Regions from separate parts of the Sus scrofa genome. Here region 1 is linked to region 2. Evidence: chromatin contacts called from public Hi-C data. All regions are on one chromosome and are shown on one strand. Each heading gives the region's core, a stretch centred on a gene start, on an enhancer-like site or on the middle of the called end of the contact. The rest is flanking DNA. Distances are from core to core; before and after follow the strand shown. Region 1 holds the start of SLC43A2 (large neutral amino acids transporter small subunit 4). Region 2 overlaps PITPNA (phosphatidylinositol transfer protein alpha isoform).

Evidence for each region. A called contact is a pair of places that touch in the nucleus more often than the background predicts.
Region 1: a Hi-C map of skeletal muscle shows a contact between it and region 2, with 5 times the contacts expected there. The contact joins the promoter of SLC43A2 here to the enhancer-like site in region 2. A contact is called at or near these places in 2 of 47 Hi-C or Micro-C datasets (embryonic fibroblasts and skeletal muscle) and 2 of 2 datasets of contacts at active chromatin or transcription factors (alveolar macrophages and skeletal muscle).

What each region holds. Positions count from the first base shown.
Region 1 is chr12:47,837,845-47,840,776 of Sscrofa11.1, forward strand. It overlaps SLC43A2 (large neutral amino acids transporter small subunit 4), which reads right to left and starts at 1,283. Exons shown (of 15, transcript XM_013990000.2): 1 at 1,145-1,283; 2 at 34-255. The coding sequence starts at 193.
Region 2 is chr12:47,754,385-47,757,415 of Sscrofa11.1, forward strand. PITPNA (phosphatidylinositol transfer protein alpha isoform) reads right to left here. Exons shown (of 13, transcript XR_001304419.2): 10 at 2,079-2,201; 11 at 1,809-1,959. Among named protein-coding and RNA genes, the nearest start is that of INPP5K, 18 kb to the left of the region's middle. Within about 2 kb of position 1,522, at least 29 of the 83 cell types and tissues checked have an H3K27ac peak or open chromatin away from gene starts, as enhancers often do. A contact at or near this core is called in embryonic fibroblasts and skeletal muscle, where this site is marked.

The DNA.
Region 1 (2,932 bases), core at 33-2,532, 83 kb after region 2:
CCGCGAGCCCGCGAGCCCGTGCGCCCGTCTTACCTGGCTCAGAACACAGGTAGGAGTAAAAGCCCTCCGACTTGAGCATGATCAGCAGCGAACCCCAGCCCAGGAGGACTGCCGAGAAGAGGAGGTTTTCCAACACGGCGGTGCAGGCCATCCACCAGCGGCGCCGATGGGCTGTGGCCAGGGTGGGCGCCATGGCTCGGCGCGGCGGCCCGGCTGCGGCTCGGGCTCGGGCTCGGGCTCCGGCTCTGCAGGCACCTGCGCAGAGATTTAGCCGTCAGCGCTCGGCTCGGCCGACCAGAGGCTGCCAACCCGGGCCGCTGCCGCAGCGCGCGGAGCTTGTCACCCCTCTGCGCCCAGGAGGCAAGAGCGCGCAGCGAATGAAACCCCAGCCCTGTCCCCCTGGTGTCCTCTGGGCCACCCTCTCCGCCGCTGGCTTTTCCGCCGGCCCGCAGTTCCGGGAGACCTGCTCGGACCAAGCAGGGAGATTTCCTCCGCGGCTCAATCGGAGGGAAACTGAGGCATGGAAACTAGAAGGGACTAACGTCTGCTTAGGGACATGGAATTGGCCCTGGCTCCCATCAGGATTGACACAGGTTGGGGGCTGACAGGGGAGGCAGTTAGAGGTCCGAATACTTGGGAAAGGGCATACCTGCGGGCTGCCACTCCCTGGGACCCTCACCGGCGCCCGCCCGCACAGGAGACCCTTTCCCAGACCCTGCTCCCTTAACCACAAAATCCGCGCACACAGCTCCGAAACGGCCCGCCCACGGCCCGCTCATTGGCCTGTCGGCACAGGAACTGCATTGCCATTGGCTGTTGTCTAGGTCGCTAGGCGCTGCGGCCACGCGAACCCCGCATGGGAGAGGCGAAGCCGGTTCAAACCGGCGGCGCGAGCCACCCGCGCGACCCCTGGCCTGGGCCGTTTCCTTGGCAATTAGTTCGTTCTAAGGAAGTGGGATCCCATCTCTCCATCCCCCTGCTCCCGTCTCGATTCGTCATCTCTTTCCTGCTGGCTCCTCATCCATTCAGTGTCTCTCCTTTCATATGCACACGTCTTCTCCCTACCCCCTTACTCTTGAGCCTTCTACCCGCCAGCTACCTCGCCCGGAGCCCAGGTCCCCAGAATCCAGCTCACCCAGCTCACCCAGCTCCTACTGGTGTGTATCGGGCCCGGCCGGCGCCTTTTCTGCCCCCCTTTTATTCCAGCCCTTTTATTCTGACCCTAAGATGAAAACACTGCCGCGCGCTGATTGGCTGAGTGGGGCTGGAAACAGGCGTTAACCAATCAGCACCCACCCGCCCGCCCCGCCGCGAGCAGAAGCCGGTTCCGGCCGGACTAGGAGACAAACAAGAGAGCTGGGGGCGGGGGGGTGCCGGGGGGCAGCGTCGGCCCGAGTTTTTGCTCGGCTGCCTTAGAGAGTAGTCACCGCCCGTCCGGGAACCCCCAACGCCATTGCCTCATCGCCCCTCCAGAGGCTCACCCCGAAGCTCTGTCTCTCGATTGGGTCCCCTGCTCCGCGTTTCGGCGCCCCCGGACTTCCCCAGTTGCACGCTGGTCCCCCTCGCGCACTACTTTGGGCTCCAGCATTCAGCCTGGCTCCCGCGCTCTGCTCTGCTCTGGCCGGCTGCGTCGTCCCCAGTTTCCCCGCTGCCTTGGGCACCACGCGGATGCTCTGGCTCCACTTCGGTCCTTCCACTCTCGCCATCTCCACTGCCTCCTTCCCATGCACCGCTGCTTTCCTAGCTGCTTTGGGCTTTGTGTCCTGATTTTTTGCTTTCTTGCTGCCGGCAACTCCCATCTAGGTTCTGTCTGCACATCCCACATCCCCGGACATCTGTGCAAGCATGGAGTGACTCTCTCCTAATTCACCGACCCCCCTTATGGGTGCCATCTGCCCGATCCCTCAGGGATCCCCAAGTGGGAGTTGGGGGCTTGTCTGCCTCCTAAGTTACTATTTCCTCAGGTACCCCATCCAGACTCTGACCACTCCCCCCACCACCCCATTTTTCGTTCTCCTTGGTCCCCTCGGGGGCTCCCACCAGAACAGTCATCTTGGTGCTCCCTGCCCGAGTTGCCCACTCCATTCCCACTGCCCTGCGCCACCTCCATCCCCTTACGCCCTGTTCCCTGACATCTTCAGGTTAGGGCCCTTTCTGCAGGGTTTCGGGGTGGGCAATGCCAAGCTGCCAACACAAGTCAGGACTCTGGGAGAGCACGTAGGGTCGGGAGGGTTCCAGGTTCCCGGTCTGATCAGAGACCTGGACATGCCCGAGGAACAGCCAGGGCAAGAGAGGGGGAGCCTGGGCTCTGGAGGTTCAGCTGCATTTGGAGGTTCTCCCCCATTTCAGGCACTGGCCCGACCTCCGTGGGCCGTTGGTGTCCCCGATTCGGCTCTTAGATTCATATTTGGGTTCTCAGATTCGGGTCTTCTTGGCAAGCTCCGGGAGCCTGGCTTATCACACCAGGGCTGTGGCAGCCCCAGCAGCATCCTGCTTCACATCCCCGAGACCGAGGGCGCCCCCTGCTGCCCTGAACCTACCGCTGGCAACCTTGCTCAAAGCACACCTGGCATTGTGGGCTTGGGGGTTCCTGGTTAGTCAACTATCCTGTTACGACACCCTGAAGAGCTGCATCGCCTCAGAGGGTTGCAGCTGTCACTTGACAGACTTCAGTCTTCCCCTCCCTCCATCCTAGAGCCACCTGCTTGAGGGCTGTCTCCAGGCAGTTGTTCCATACACATTTCTATAACATTTCAAACACCTCTCTAAAATAGTTCACTTCCCCCCTCCGTGGCAAACTGTTCCTCCCATTCTTTTACAGATAATGGCACCACTACCCTCTGAACTTGGATACCGTGAACCATCCCGTCAGCATCCCGGTACCTGCTGTTATTCTCCCTCTCCTTCCCCCCACAATCCCTGTCTCCTAAGT
Region 2 (3,031 bases), core at 272-2,771:
TGGGCACACAGAGGTCCTTTGCAGTTGCTAATGGGGTTGGAACATGTCCCACGGTGGCTTGGCTTTCTCTTCCACTGCCAACTATTTTAAAAATTCTAATTCCAAAGAAAGTTTTCTGTGCTCTCAGTTATCTTGGAGGACAGAGATCATCTCAGCGTAGGCGCAACTCAGCAGAATGGAGAGACAGGCAAAGACAAGGGGTGGGGATTAAAAGGAAGCCCCTGGCGAGGCGTGCTCTCAGGCCTGGGATCTGAGGGGGTAGATTCGGTGGACCCTCTGAAAGCCCTCCCAGCACCAAGAACCTGAATTTGACCCAAGCGTGAAAGGCTATCAGCAAACACTTCCACCAACCCTGGCATCCTCTCGGCTGGCCTGTCAGGCGGCGAGCACGAGACTGAAGCTACAGGCTAAACCCCAAAGGCTCTGTGCTCTTCCGTTCGGTAACTTTTCTTTTTGTCAGGACTTGAGTGACCAAAAGACTCAGGCCTCTCTCTGACGATGGTTAGAAGCACCGGCGCCCTGGACATTAAAACCTACCACTTCCTGAAGACCCTCAGCAGAAGGATCTGGAGTTGTGTCCCAAACTCTGCCACTTCCCTGCCAAATGGAGCTGAAGGAATAACTAAAACGTCTGCCTTCAACAGGGTCGCAGCAAACCACTGAACCAGCGGGTCGGCCCAGGAGGTGTCATCCTGGAGGCTAAAGCCAATTCCCCACGGGGCGCCCGAGGAAGGGAGAGCTGACCAGCCCAGCCCTGCAGGAGTGGAGACAGTCATTGGCAGCGTGGCCCCGGGCCTGCATACCACCTGAGGCCCTGCTAGTTGGAGAGCCGGGCAAGGCCGTGCAAAGCAATGCCTGCCAGACCCCCAGGTTCGGTGCCCGCCCTCCCAGGGCCAGGAGGAGGAAACGGATGGCAGGTCCTACGAGACAGAGCATCCTGCCTTATCTTTAGCCCCTCAGGGCAGGAGGGAGCCCCAGATGGCATGGAGAGGAAGAGGAGGCTGTGACCGAGAGCCATGGCTCGTCCCCCGACTGTATCACCTGTAGGCTGTGGGACCCTGGGCACGGCCTTGAACTCATAGCCTCTCCCACCTCATCTGAGTGTGAGGGCGACAGCAGTACCTCCTCACAGGGGTTATGAGGCTCGCAGGAGATGCCGTCAGAATGTGCCTTAAAATCAGGAGGATGGGGCTGACACACGCACACGACCATACGGAGCACAGATGACCAAGGACCTACCAGCACAGGGAGGTCTACTCACTGTTCTGTAATAACCCACATATGGGAAAAAAAAATGCACACATGGTGTGTACAACGGATTCCCTCTGCTGTAAACCTGAAGTTAATACATGTACATCAGCTATCCTCCAATCAAAATTAAAAAAGAAGAAAAAGGTGCCTCGCACACAGCGGGGCTCGAGTGTTATTTACTGACAGTCTCCTCAGAGCGAGCCTTGCAGGGAAGCAGTCCCAAATTCCCCAAATGAGGCAAGAGCAGTGTTAGGTCTTCGGGCTCCCACGGAGCAGCAGACAGCTCTCCTTCTGGGATCCATGCCAAGGACAAAAAAAACACACACATTCGCACACACACAAAACCCAGCAAAGGCTCCAAACTCTAAAAATAGCTCCAGACAACCTTATAGCGTGGTGAGTTCTGTGCGCGCTGCTGCCGAACCCGGTGGGTCGTGCACGAGGAGGGATCCGTGGGTGGGCCCGGCCTGCCTCCTCCCAGGGTCACCTCCAGCGCTGCAGCCCGGTGCCACTCCCCCACCCGGCTCGGGAACGGCGGCAGCAGCTGCGTTACTCACTTGGCATTCAGCTCAGCCCGCCATATCTGCCTCTCTGGATATGCCAAGACCTCGACTAGACTGCAAGTTCAAGAGCACAGGCTGCTTTCTTCCTTGTGGTTCCCACATGGCCTGGCATTAGACCTTACCCACCGCAGAGGCGGACATGTTCCTAGAACCACAGGACGGTGCCCTCAGGGAGCTGCCGGGCACGGCAGCCTCCTCAGGTTCACACAGTCATCCAGCCGACAGCCCCAGTCCCCCCCGCCCCGCCCCCGGAAGCCCACGCACCTCGTCCAGCTGTCTCTTCGTCTCTTCTTCCATCCTTCGAATGTCGTCCATGGTCAGGTCAACCCACTTATCGAGCCAACAGAACAGCTGCCTGTGGAAGTTTGTAAACAGACGCCTCTCTTGCTATAAAAAGGAGGGACCCAAGTTAGGCCAGAAGGTGAAGGCCACGGCTGCAGCCTCCCCCCACAACCTCTGTGCCAAGACCAACACCCACACTTGACTGGGGCGGTGGGGGAGGGACACGGGCTGGCTGGTCTGGATGCGCCCTCCGGGCCTCAGGTCAGGAACCTCTGCCTCCCGAGCCTGTCACGTACCGTCTCAGGAAGAAGCCCCCAGGAGAGGGCGGCTGCCCACCTCCCAGCCAGGCCACGTGCCCAAAGTGCTACCAAGAGAGGCAGTCCGTGAGCCAAGGCCCCAAACCACTGTGCCAAGTTTCCTCGTCTCTGGAGCCTAAAGCCAGGTTAAAACCAGCCGGCAGGAGTTCCTGCTGTGGTGCAGTGGAAACACATCATCAGGTTGCAGATTTGATCCCTGGCCTCACTCCGTGGGTTAAGGATCGGGGGCATTACAGTGAGCTGTGGTTAGACCGGCAGCTGCAGCTCCAATTCGACCTTAGCCTGGGAACCTCCATATGCCATGGGTGCGGCCCTAAAAAGCAAGGAGGAAAAGAGTACTGGCCGGCAGCTAGGAGATGTCCAGTTTTACCAGACTCTCCCACATCAGAGATAAGGCTATAGAAACTCCCTTGGGTCCTTAGGGGCCAGTTTGGCAAGTTTCTCCGTTTTCCTGGGTCTCCCATGTATACACGTTATGACACTTTTGATAGTCTCTTGTTTAAAACAAAGAAAAGGAGGAGTTCCTATTGTGGCTCAGCAGGTTAAGAACCTGATGTTGTCTCTATGAGGATGCACGTTTGATCTCTGGCCTTGCTCAGTGGGTCAAGGATCTGGCAT